2 separate regions of the Pan troglodytes genome follow, and region 1 is linked to region 2. Evidence: chromatin contacts called from public capture Hi-C data. All regions are on one chromosome and are shown on one strand. The core of a region is the stretch at or near the end of the contact, and the rest is flanking DNA. Distances in the headings are between cores, read along the strand shown.

Region 1 (6,064 bases), core at 2,410-4,909, 260 kb before region 2:
TCTTCTTCCTCTTCCTGCTTCACTTCCTCACCTGCAGCCTCTCCAACATCATTATAATCATTACAACTGTTAGAACTGTACCATTGAGCACCACCAGGGCCAGATATCCCACATGCATCTTCTGTTTTTAGCCCCCACTCCAATCCCAGGAGGTAGGTATTATTGTCTCTATCTTTTGAGAAACTGAAGCACAGAATGGTAAGGACCTACTTCATACTGTTGTTGTAAGGATTAAATGGGATAATTAACATAAAAACATCTGGCTCAGTGCCTGGCAAACAGAAAGTACTCAATAACTATATTAGCCTTTATTGCTGTAACAGAGAAGAAAACCAAGGTTTAGAGAGGAATGGAGATTTGCCAGTGTTGGCTCCAGAATTCACATAGAGGAGGGGTTTATCGTGGTGATGGGGTGGTGGGGGCATTGCTCAGGGAATTGCCTTGATGCTGTGTTTGCATGAAAAGCACACATATTAACTTAGATTGTGATAAAAAATACCAAAAAATTCTCATATGGTTATATTTATACTTTACATAAGTGTGAGAACTGTCCATCACGATGATGATTATTATCATCACTTGGGACAGCTTGGGAACTCATGGAGGTCACAGCTGTTTAACATCCTTCCAAGCTTCCCTTTGGTGCTACCACAGTAATGGGCCAAGCAAGTAAATGACAGAGCCAGGATTTGAGAGCAGCTCTGATTCTAGGTCCCACATCTTCATTGCTACCCAGTACGGTCTCTGTGAGCTGGCAGAAAACTTGGCTAACCAGAGGTTTGCTTTTCTCTCCCACCTGAGGAGCTGGGGGTTGCTGTGCTCCCTAAGCTTCTGTGAAAGCTCTGTACCTACCCAACAGCTTCTCTTCACTTGCCTGTGACTCTCCCTGGGGCCTTCGTTATTTTATTTTATTTTATTTTTTTGAGACAGAATCTCGCTCTGTCGCCCAGGTTGGAGTGCAGTGGCGCGATCTTGGCTTACTGCAACGTCTGCCTCCAGGGTTCAAGCGATTCCTCTACCTCAGCCTCCCAAGTAGCTGGGACCACAGGCACGCACCACCACGCCTGGCTAACTTTTTGTATTTTAGTAGAGACGGGGTTTCACCATGTTGGCCAGGATGGTCTTGCTCTTCTGACCATATGATCTGCCCACCTCAGCCTCCCAAAGTGCTGGAATTACAGGCATGAACTACCGCGCCTGGCCCATTGTTAATATTTTTACAAGCAAAACTGAGGCACAGAAACCCAAAAGGTAGATTTCTCTTTCTTGCATTTTCTGAGCAGCAGAGACTTTTTAGTAGGTAAGTACAATTAAGTCGAGCCGGATCTCTTCACTCTGCTCCAGATTGTTCTGGAAACCTGTCTCCCAGCATTAGGGCAGCTCTCCAGTCAGCCCAGCAGGCTTGCTAGGTGAGACAGAGTCCACCTAATCAGAACTTTTTTTTTTCTTGTTTTTACCTCCAGTAGGAAGAAATCAGAACTTTCATCCGCCCCTGGAAGGGCCCAAGGTGCTGTCATAGTCTCCTGACAGACAGCAGTAATTGTACAGCCTTCCTGGCTTTCCCCCCAAGGAGTCCTATTGCTTTTGACAGTTTCTGGATAACTGTGGTGACAGGCAGCAAGATTGGAATTTTACAAAGGTTTCTCAAATCTGTTTGAAGAGAATATCAGGATACCAGTTTGTAAAAGCCTGTCTCTGATCCTGACCACAGGTAAGAGTAACTCTTAGTTAGCTCCAAATGAGAATCTGAGCCCGCCCCATCTCTGGGGAGACAGCTGGCTGGCTTCATTCTCTCCCTCACTGATTGGTCTATTCATCTCTGGGTCACCAAATATTTACTGAGCACCAACTATGTGTCAAACATCATACTTAGCACTGGGGATGCAGTGACCTACTTGGCTCCTAACTCAAGGAGCTCACTGTCCTCTATAAAGGACATAGATGTATAATGAGACAACTACTATATGGCTGGGTGCAATCTCGGCTCACTGCAACCTCCGCCTCCCGGATTCAAGTGATCCACCTGCCTCAGCCTCCCAACTAACTGAGATTACAAGTGTGCACCACCATGGCCGGCTGCTTTTTGCATTTTTAGTAGAGACAGGGTTTCGCCATGTTGCTAGGCTGGTCTCGAACTCCTGACCTCAAGTGATCCACCTGCCTTGGCCTCCCAAAGTGCTGAGATTACAGGCATGAGCCACTGTGCCTGGCCTATATTTTCTTTATATTGGGCCCAGGTATGTGCATTTGTTCATTTGTCCATTTTTGCAGTTTTAAAACATCCTGAGCACTTACCATTTCCTGTGTTAGTTCTTGTGCTAGATACCGGGATCTTGTGCTAGAAAAGGCTGTTTCTGCCCTCAGCCTCTACTGTCTAGTGGGAGAGCAGCCTGGCACAAGCAACCAGAAGGTAGCGTGGCCGACAGGTGCTGCTACTGCCAAATGGGAGGGTAATTGCATGTGTGCACTTGACTGGGCCATGGGGTGCCCAGATACTTGATTAAGGTGATTTTGTGTGTGTCTATGAGGGTGTTTCTGGTTAAGATCACCTGTGAATGAGTGGACTGAGGAAAACAGAGCCCTCCCACTCCCAGTGTGAGTGGACTTTATTGTCTGTTGAAGGCCTGAATAGACTGAGAGGCTGAGTAAGGATGGATTTTCTTTTTCTGCCTGGCTGCCTTTGGGCTGAGACATTGGTCTTCCTCTGCATTCAGATTTGAACTGGAACTTACACCATCATCTCTCCTGGATCTGCAGTGTGTTGACAGCAGATCTGGGACTTGTCAACCTCTATAATCCCATGAGCCAATTCCTTATAGTAAGTCATATATATTGCATATATAGTAATTCATATATATGAGATATATATTTTTTCTATTGGTTCTGGTTCTGTTTCTCTGGAGAACTCAGAGTAATACACTAAGCAATGGTGGGAGTCCGTGGGAGCCCTGAAATGTCTTGCGAATTGAACAAGAGTGCACTTGCAAATTCTTTACGCATTTGAAGCCTAGACTAGGGCAATGAGGACTGAGTGAGACTGCAGAAGGGTCTAGCTGGCCTCCTCCCCACCCCTCTCCTCTCTCCTCCTCTGTCCTCTGCTTCCCTCCCTTCCTTTCTCCTTCCCTCCTCTCCCCTCACTTCCCCTCGCTTCCCTTCCCTTGTCCTCCCCTCCCCATTGCCGTTCCTCCCTTTCTTCTCCCTTTCTCTCCCCTTGCCTTCCCTGCCTACTGTAGGCTCTCATTATTCTTAGATTCTTTCTTTTCCCCTGAAACACCTGCTACCAGGTAAGGGTCAGATGAACGTATTTCACACTAAGATATAAATAACTAATTAGAGTGTTGCTACCCATACCTCAACCCTAGAGCTTGGTGATTTTTTTTTTTTCCAAAAAGGGAACAATCCCTTAGCTAAAGAGCCGCTGCTCCAGGGGAGGAAACATAGGCTTGGGCCCAGAGATAGGTGGCAGCAGGGGATTCTGGCCACGAAGCCTTCAGGCCTTCCCAGGTCCCAGCGTGTGTGGATCTTAAAACACCCCCTGCCAAGGGCTTTGATTCCAATTTTGGTTTCAGCTAATTGGTTTCAGCTGAGGTGGGAGAGGCCACGCCTCAGGATCTGCCTAGGCCAGGACTGGGAATGGGTCTCCCAGGTGACTCCGCGGGCCCATAGGCAGGCAGATCCTGGGAAGACGCCCTTTACTCAGTAAGGAGGGCCCAGGCGTCCAAAGCCCACCAGGGGGCAGCGGCGGCATTCTTAGCCCCACTTCTCCGCGCTCAAAGGCCGGCTGAGAAAACGCGAGTGACTCACCCGAGGGCGCTGTTACTCCACAATTTTTCTGCAAAAGCTAAGGTCGGCAAACATGGATATTCGGATTTCCTTTGTTTTTGAGGCTAAATCAAAAGATGCCTCTGGGGAAAAGGGGCAACATGCACTGTCGGATCGGCATTCATATGGAAAAGCAGAGGTAGGAAACATTTTATACATTTTGAAGATACTTTGATGTGCAGTAATTTTGGAACTTTCGTAGGGCACCTGTTTTTCAATGGGCGGTGTAGAGTAATGCTGCCAAACACAGAGTTTGAGCCCTAGTACCACACCCACTAGCGGTGTGACTTTTCCTGGTGACTGAGTCTCTCTGGGCCTCAGTTTTGCATAGGGGACTTGTTCCGCCCCTCCTTGTCCCAGGTGTAAATGCTGCGTTGGTGTTGCACTCATAGGCTCACCTGGCCAAGGACCAGCTTCTGTCTATACTACTCTCAAACTTGCCACTTGGAGCATATTTCATTCTCATCCCCTTTGCCTTCACACTGCTATTCACCCCAGTTCAGAAGGGCAGAGCAATGGCCAAAATGTAAGACTGGGGTTGGGACTGTGAGAAGAAAGGAACAATTGCCAGTTAGCAAATTATTATAATGGCCACGTGGGCTCCAGGGCTGACATAATGAGGAGCTTGGTATGTGTGGTAATTACACACACTTGAGTTGAGTCTTAGGAAAACATATAAAAGAAACGTTATTTTCTTTTTTTCTAAAGGCTATGAAGGTAAGAAGCATTCCATAAACAATTATTACGCAGCACTATTTCAAGGGTTGGGCTCTGTCAATGAGTTTTAACCACTAAAGAAAAGGAATTCTAATTGGGGGCGAAGGTAGTTTTAGGAATGGCAGCTTCGGAGTTTTGTACTGACAGGTGCTGGTGAAAAGCTGATTAATCCCATTCAATACTATAATAGGCTACATTTGTATAGCACTGCATAGAGTACCAAGTACTTTTATATAAATCCTCTCATTTGATGTTCCCAACCACCCTTTGAGATATGAAGAGGACAAAGAGAATTATTGCTGTCATTTTAAAAACCAGCTTTATTGAGATATAATTCATATACCAAACACTTCACCCATTTAAAATGTGCAATTCAATGATTTTATGCATGTTCACAGATATATGCAACGATAACCACATCAATTTTCATCACCACAAAAAGAACCCTCTACCCTTAGTTATCACTCCCTTTTCCTCCCTCTCCTCCCTCCTTGCACCCTCCCCTCCAAAGCAATCACTATTCTATTTTCTGTCTCTACAGATTTACTTATCCTGGACATTTCATATAATATGTGGTCTTTTGTGACTGGCTTCTTTCACTTAGCATAATGTTTTCAAGGTTTATTCATGTTGAAGCATGTTCAGTACTTCATTCCTTTTTACACCTGAATAATATCCCGTTGTATGGATATTTTTGTTCATCTGTTCATCAGTTGGCATCCATTTCATTTATCCATTCATTAGTTGGTATACACGGGTTGTTTGCACCCTTTGGTTATTTTAAATAATTGCTGTAAACATTCATGTACAAGCCTTGGTGGGGGCATATGCTTTCATTTCTCTTAGGTATATTCCAGGGAGTGGAATTGCTGGATCATATGGTAACTCAATGTGTAGGTGTTTAAGGAACTGCCAGAGTGTTTTCCACAGTGGCTGCATTTGACATTCTCATCAGGAGGGTATGATTTCTCCACCTCCTTACCAATGTTTGCTATTACCTGACTCTGATTCTAGCCATTCTAGTGGGTATGACGTGATATCTCATTGTGATTTTGATGTGCACATCCCTGATGACTGATGATGTCAAACATCTTTTTCATGTGGCTGTTGGCCATTTGTATATCTTCTTTGGAAAAATGTCTCTGATCCTTTGCCTGTTTTCAAACTGTCTTTTCTATTATCAAGCTGTAAGAGTTCATTATGTATTTTAGATAGAAGTCCCTTATCAGATATATAATTTGCAAATGTTTTCTCTGGTTCAGTGGGTTATCTTTTCAGTTGTTTGTTTTTTAAGAGATGGGGTCTCACTTTGTCACCCAGGCTGGAGTGCAATGGTGAGATCATAGCTTACTGCAGCCTCGAACTCCTGGGCTCAAGGGATCCTCCTGCCTCACCCTCCCGAGAAGCTGAGACTATAGGTGTGCACTACCGTGCCTGTCTTTCCTTTTCTTGACAGTGTCTTTTGAAGCACAAGTTTTAAATTTTGATGTTGTTCAATTTAGTTTTTCTTTTGTTGCTTGTGCTT
Region 2 (6,675 bases), core at 3,614-6,113:
TCCAAAAATTAAGGTGAATATACAAATGAGTGCATAAAACAACTGGTTAAAACCTTATTAAAGTCTGTAGTCTAGTTATTAGTATTGCTCTCATGTCAATTTCCTGGTTTGATATTGTACTAGTGATAAGATGCCACTCTTGGAGGAAGCTGGGTGAAGGGCTCATTAGATTGACTCTATGAACTATTTTTGCGACTTCCTAAGAGCCTATATTATTTCAAAATAAAAAGTTGAAAAAAAGAAAATAAAAAAAAGTTTTTCAGATATGCAAAAGCTAAAAGAATCCATTGCCAGCACACCTGCTCAAGAAACATTAAAAGAAGTGCTTCAGGCAGAAGCAAAAATAATACCTAAACAAAGGAATAAGGAGCAACAGAAATGGTAAATATAAAAGACTTTTGTCTCATTTTGTATATCTTTCTAAAGATAATTGGATGTTTAAGGCCAAAATATTGGCTGGGTGAGGTGGCTCACGCCTGTAATCCCAGCACTTTGGGAGGCCAAGGTGGGTGGATCACCTGAGGTCAAGAGTTTGAGACCAGGCTGGCCAACATGGCAAAACCCTGTGACTACTAAAAATACAAAAATTAGCTGGGTGTGGTGGCACGCGCCTGTTATCCCAGCTACTCGGGAAGCTGAGACAGGAGAATCACTTGAACCCAGTAGGCGGAGGTTGCAGTGAGCCGAGATCACACCATTGCACTCTAGCCTGGGCAACAAGAGCAAAACTCTGTCTCAAAAAAAAAAAAAAACCAAAAACCAAAAAACCAACAACAAAGAGTTATAGTTCGTCAGCCAATAAAAAAGGAAATACACCAGAATAAAACAATTCAATCCCCAAAAGGAAGAAAAGGTAGACAGTATTAAAAAGTAGAGAATGGGCCATGTGAGGTGGCACATGCCTGTAATCCTAGCACTTTGGGAGGTCAAGATGGGTAGATTGCTCCAGCCCAGGAGTTCAGCCTGGGCAATATAGTGAGAGCTCATTTCTACAAAAAAATTATCTGGGTGTGGTGGTGCACACCTGTAGTCCCAGCTACTCAGGAGACTGATGTGGGAGGATGGCTTGAGCCTGGGAGGTGACAGTTGCAGTGAGCCAAGATCGCACCACTGCACTCCAGCCTGGGTGACAGAGCGAGACCCCATCTAAAAAAAAAAAAAAAAAAATAGAAAGAAAAATGAAGTAGTAGAGAATGTCACATTGAATAAGAAGGCAAAACCCAAACTATAAGAAACCTAATTTAAATATAAAGACACAAGTAGGTTAAAAGCAAAAGGATTTTTCAAATAGCATATAAATACTAATCAAAAGAAAACTAGAATAGGGATTAGATTTCAGAACAAAGAATATTACTAGGGATAAAGAAATTGTATTAGATTAGTTATGGTTCTCCAAAAGAAACAGAACCAGAAAAATGTATGTATGTATATATGTGTGTGTGTGTGTGTGTGTACATGTGTGTATGTGTGTGTATGTGTAGAAGTAGAGAGAGATTTATTATAAGGAATTGGCTTATGTGAGTATGGAGGCTGACAAGCCCCAGGATCTGTAGTTGGCATGCTGGAGACCTAGGAGAGCTGATGGTGTAGTTCCAGCCTGAAGGCCAGCAGGCTTGAAACCTACAAAGAATCAATGTGTCAGACTGAGACTGAAGGCAGAAGAAACCTCACATCTCAGCTCAAAGGTAATCAGGTAGGAAGAATTACCTCATACAGAAGAGTCAGTCTTATTGTTCTATTCAGGCCTTCAGCTGATTGGATGAGGCCCACCCACATCAGAGAGCACCATCTGCTTTACTCAGTCTACTGATTCAAATGTTAACCTCATCCAAAAACACCCACACAGACACACTCAGAATGTTCAACCAAACATCTGGGACCCTGTAGCCCTGTCAAATTTAACACATAAAATTAACCATCAATGATATGGTTTGGCTCTGTGTCCCCACCCAAATCTCACCTTGTAGCTTCCATAATTCCCACGTATTGTGGGAGGGACCTGGTGGGAGATGATTGAATCATGGGGGCGGGTATTTCCCGTGCTATTCTTGTGATAGTGATGGGTCTCACAAGATCCAATGGTTTTAAAAATGGGAGTTTCTCTGCACAAGCTCTCTTTTTGCTTGGTGCCATCCATGTAAGATGTGACTTGCTCCTTTTTGCCTTCCACTGTGATTGTGAGGCCTCTTCAGCCATGTGGGACTGTAAGTCCAATAAACTTCTTTCTTTTTTAAATTGCCCAGTCTCAGGTATGTCTTTATCAGCAGCGTGAAAACAGACTAATTATGAAATGAAAGAGTCATTTCATAATCACAGATGAGTCAATTTATCCAGAGGATATAGCAATTCTAAATGTTTATCCATCTAACAACAGAAGTTCAAAATACATCAAGCAAAACCTAACAGAACTAAAAAGAAAAATAGACATATTCATAATTGTAGTTGGAGATTTCAATATTCCTCTCTCAATTATCCAAAGAATAGGTAGACAAAAAAATCAACACTATCAAACAATTTTGCCTAACTGACATGTATGGACCACTCCACCCACAATAGTAGACTAGACATTCTTTTCAAGATGGACTATATTCTGGGTCATAAAACCAGTCTCAAGAAGTATAAAAGAATTCAAGTTAAACACAGTTTATTTTCTGACCACAATAAAATGAAGCTAGAAATAAATAACAGAACCATACCTGGAAAATATCCAAATATCCTAAATAACACACTTCTAAATAACCTGAGTCAAAAAAAATCAAAAAGGAAATTAGAAAGTCTTTTAAACAGATTAAAAATAAAAACATGTCAAAATATGTGGGATGCAGCTGAAGCAGGAGTAGAGGGAAATTTATAGCATTAAGTGCTTATAATAGAGAGAAAATGTTTTCAACCAGTGACCTCAGCTTCCATATTAAGAAACTAGACAAATAAGAGAAAATTAAACCCAAAGCAAACAAAGGAAAGGAAATAAAGACAGATGGCATATCATGAACAACAGTGGAATCAAATAAAACAATATCCCAAAATGCCACTAAATGTAATGGAATCCTGGAGCACTGTCATTTTACCCAATATGCTTTCCCTTCTTATCCACTGTGCCCACTGCCTAGGGAAGGGCTTCAAATAATCAGGCTCACCTTTAACACTATACAACAGAAACCTCGCATCATTTCAAGTAAGGCCAAGAATATAATTCACACATTCACTAGCTATCATTAGAACACCAGAAGACACACGTTTACCCAAAAGGCTATGCACATTAGGAACCCTAGATTGCTTACCAAAGGGAAGTGCAAAGACATTTAAAATAAAAATATGCAATTCCTTATGAATGAGAGTTCATAATTAAAGGATCCTTATTAAAGGATCCTCAAGTCTTTGCTGATACTATGTCCAAAGCATAATAAATTATATCCAAGCAGAGAAAAACACAGCTTGCCCTTCCAAGCTTTATGGAGGGAGCTCTGGAAGTCTCAAGAGCAGCACCATCCAGTGTGACAAGAAGACTTCACCCCAGTGTGGGGCAGTGTTCAGGCAGGGCTCCTAAAGCAGCTCATGTATACTGTACCTTTATGAAGTCACTCATTATATACACACTATTTATGCAAGCTCTCCTCTAGACTGTGTCGTCCTCAAAGTCAGGGAACACATCTGTCATCTTTGTATCCCCAAACCCTAGTATGGTGCAATCATTTCACAAATGTGCTTTAAAAGGCCTGTGTGAACTCCCCAAGAATCTACTGAGTTGTAAATAACACCTGATGCAATTGCCCGAAGACTGAACAGTAAACAAAACAAGACTTCAGATCCACATTGAAACCAAAGAACAGAGGCTTAGGTCTCCTTTCTGAGTTCAATCAGATTTTTAAAACATTCTTTTTAAAGTCAATTTGTTTTGTTTCCAGTCTACAGTAAGAGTTTGAGTGGGTCCAGGTTTTATCTGAAGCAGTCTGCCCATTCTTTTCCCATGATGTTCTGGAGGAAAGCAGACTGCTGATGACTCACAACTCAGCACACTTGTTAGTTCCTGTGTACTGACACCAAATTGTGTTCCAAAAGAGAAGCCTTTACAAAGGATCAAAACCTGGCCCTAGGATGTGGTTCATGTTCTAAGCTTTCCAACATGGTGCTAAATTAACTGCATTTGGTTCCAGGTGGGTTAATGACTAATAGCTGGAGAGGTGATTTCAGGCAGAAATTGTCTCAATTCTCACTTTCTGTCACTTCAGAAGTTTTCCCTGAGTTTGTTTCCAACCCCATCTTCGTCCTCCACCTCCTTCTCTGGCCCCAGTTTTCAGGGTTGCAGCTCTTGGAAAAAGCATTTGCAGGATGGCCCAGCTATGCACGCTGGCCCTTTCTAGTTGCTTCTCCTGAACTGGGACTCAAGGACTTCTCCTCTATTCAAAATAGCAGAGCAATGAAAGTGCAGGAAGCCCAGAGGAAAGAAAGGTGGAGGGAGTCTGGATCAGTGGTGATAACAAGAAATGAATCCATGAGAATGTCCTAATTCACGGTTGCTCTTCAGCTTCTCTTGTTTCCACAACCTAGTCTTGCTAAGTCAGTTCTTCCTTATCACTCGCTATACCCCATGCTCACAGTGACTGCTGACTTTCTCTATTCACCACAGAATGTGACCCTCCCCTCCCAAAGGCTCTCCAGGAGCTTCAGATTTAAACCAAGCTGACGCTGATCACAAACATTTGTAGGGCACATCTCAGTTTCTGGAGAGCTGAAACAAGACTTCATTCAATCCTCCCAATAATTCTTGAGATATTATTATTTCTGTTTTACCACCGACGAGACTGAGGCCCCGTGAGATTAGGTGGTTAACCTGAGTCGCACCATAGCAAGTGTACCCTCTGACCCCTGCATTCTTTCTTGCTACCACGTGGCCTCAAAGCCTCTACAAAGAGTTCAGCCTTTCTTCTCCTGATGCCTGATATTTTCTATTTTTGTTTCTGAGCCTTCTCTCCCTTGCTTATTCCATACCTTTGATCCTTAACCTCCCTTCTCCAGCACACACACTGTCACACACACACACACACACACACACACACACACATCTCAGTGCACTTATCTAACACCTTCTTCATATAGTCATCTAACTTCCTTCTCAAAGCAGTCTTCCAGGTTACAGCATAGTACTCTAGTGCAGCCTCAGACTGCCCGTGGCAACTCCCAACCATTTTTCAAACACAAAATAAGAAAATCATACTTCCTTAGTTATTTTTAATTATACTGCACCATTTCCTCTGGAATCTGTCATCTGTCCCTGGAAAACAGAGATTCCATATGTCTAAATCATTCTGCCCAGTGCCTAGCAAAGAAGCAAAGATAAGTGCAGGCTATCACCATGCCTGTTCTCTGATCAAACTGATGGTGACAGGAATGTTCACGTGATGGCAATGATCCCATTCACTTTAATCTGTACCTCCTTTTAAAAGCTAGAGTCATCAGTGGCTCAAAGACTTCAAATCAGTGCACCTGAAAGTGCTAAGGAACGTGTAAAGGGCTGGCTCTATAAAGGCGAAGTGGTGGTAACAAAAAAAAAAAAAAGAGAGAAAAATGGCAAACACTCATACAGGGAGTGAAAACTCAAGGAATTAGGACTGTGTAGCAGAAATGTAGAAAAAGGACGGAACTTGGAGTCAGACAGGCCTGGATTAGAATCCTTGTTTGGTCACATTCTAACTGTTTGATCCTGGACAAGTTGCTTAACTTCTCTGAGCCTTCATTCCCTAAGCTTAGAAAGATGTCAAAAAGCTCATCTCAGAGGGCTCCCCTGAACATGAACCTGTAAGGCGTTTGGCCCATGGCGGTACCCTGTAAATGTCACTTCCCTTCTCTTTCCCCTTCTGAAAGAAGGATCCATAATAATAAGAATTTTCAATAGCACCCAAAGGGTCGGTCCCATCTGTAATCAATGCATTTTAAGAGGCTCACCTGAAAGTTCTCACTTTTAGATGTTTTCTAATCTCTCAGGAATGTGCACATTCCTTGCAGTCCCCAGCTTCAAAGGGAATGTGTATGTTAGGGAATAACTGTGCCCAATCCCTCTCATCCATAAAAATATACACACTAACAAGACCTCACATCTTTAAAGGGTGAGACTCAGAGTTGGACATCCCTTGTCTGTACTCCCAAAGCTGCACGGCTTCTAGAGCTTTAATCCACAGTATTGTATTATCTGTTTAAGCATCTGCATCTCCCCTAGGCAGCTAGAGCCATGAAGCAAAGTCCATATATTATTCCTCTTTGCATTGCTGCCTAGCATGCAGCATGCCATACATGTCATGTTTATTAGAATGAACTGAATCATCTATCTTCTGGGTCTGCAATGCTTTAGCATATAGACTACACTTTCTAATTCTCCCAAAGACATTTTCCAGAGCCTTGGAAATTTTAAGCATACAATACATATTGCCTTTGTCCTTTTAGATTGAACTGTTTATAAGCTTTTTTTTTTTCGTCTTTTGAAAGCCAAAACCTAACTACAAAAGAAGGGGTAAATGATTTCAGAGAAGCACCTGGCACTATGTTTTTTCTTTATTGCCATAACCTTGGGCAACCCCCACCCCACCCAACATTCAATGCTCAGGGACACCTTGCGTAAGGCACATGCAGGGTGTGCTTGGCAGGGGCCTGGAGGGCTCCGTGCTTAGTAACTCTGTTGTG

The links. Capture Hi-C pulls out chosen DNA fragments and counts their contacts.
Region 1: a capture Hi-C map of stem cell-derived neural stem cells shows a contact between it and region 2, with 4 times the contacts expected there. The contact joins two enhancer-like sites. A contact is called at or near these places in 1 of 7 Hi-C or Micro-C datasets (stem cell-derived neural progenitor cells), 1 of 1 datasets of contacts at active chromatin or transcription factors (stem cell-derived excitatory neurons) and 1 of 1 other capture datasets (stem cell-derived neural stem cells).

The regions. Positions count from the first base shown.
Region 1 is chr1:145,761,751-145,767,814 of NHGRI_mPanTro3-v2.0_pri, reverse strand. No RefSeq gene overlaps it. Among named protein-coding and RNA genes, the nearest start is that of BCL10, 31 kb to the left of the region's middle. Within about 2 kb of position 3,659, at least 7 of the 24 cell types and tissues checked have an H3K27ac peak or open chromatin away from gene starts, as enhancers often do. A contact at or near this core is called in stem cell-derived neural progenitor cells and stem cell-derived neural stem cells, where this site is marked.
Region 2 is chr1:145,499,454-145,506,128 of NHGRI_mPanTro3-v2.0_pri, reverse strand. The region is part of intron 1 of DDAH1 (dimethylarginine dimethylaminohydrolase 1); the gene reads right to left. Among named protein-coding and RNA genes, the nearest start is that of DDAH1, 9.7 kb to the right of the region's middle. Within about 2 kb of position 4,863, at least 4 of the 24 cell types and tissues checked have an H3K27ac peak or open chromatin away from gene starts, as enhancers often do. A contact at or near this core is called in stem cell-derived neural progenitor cells and stem cell-derived neural stem cells, where this site is marked.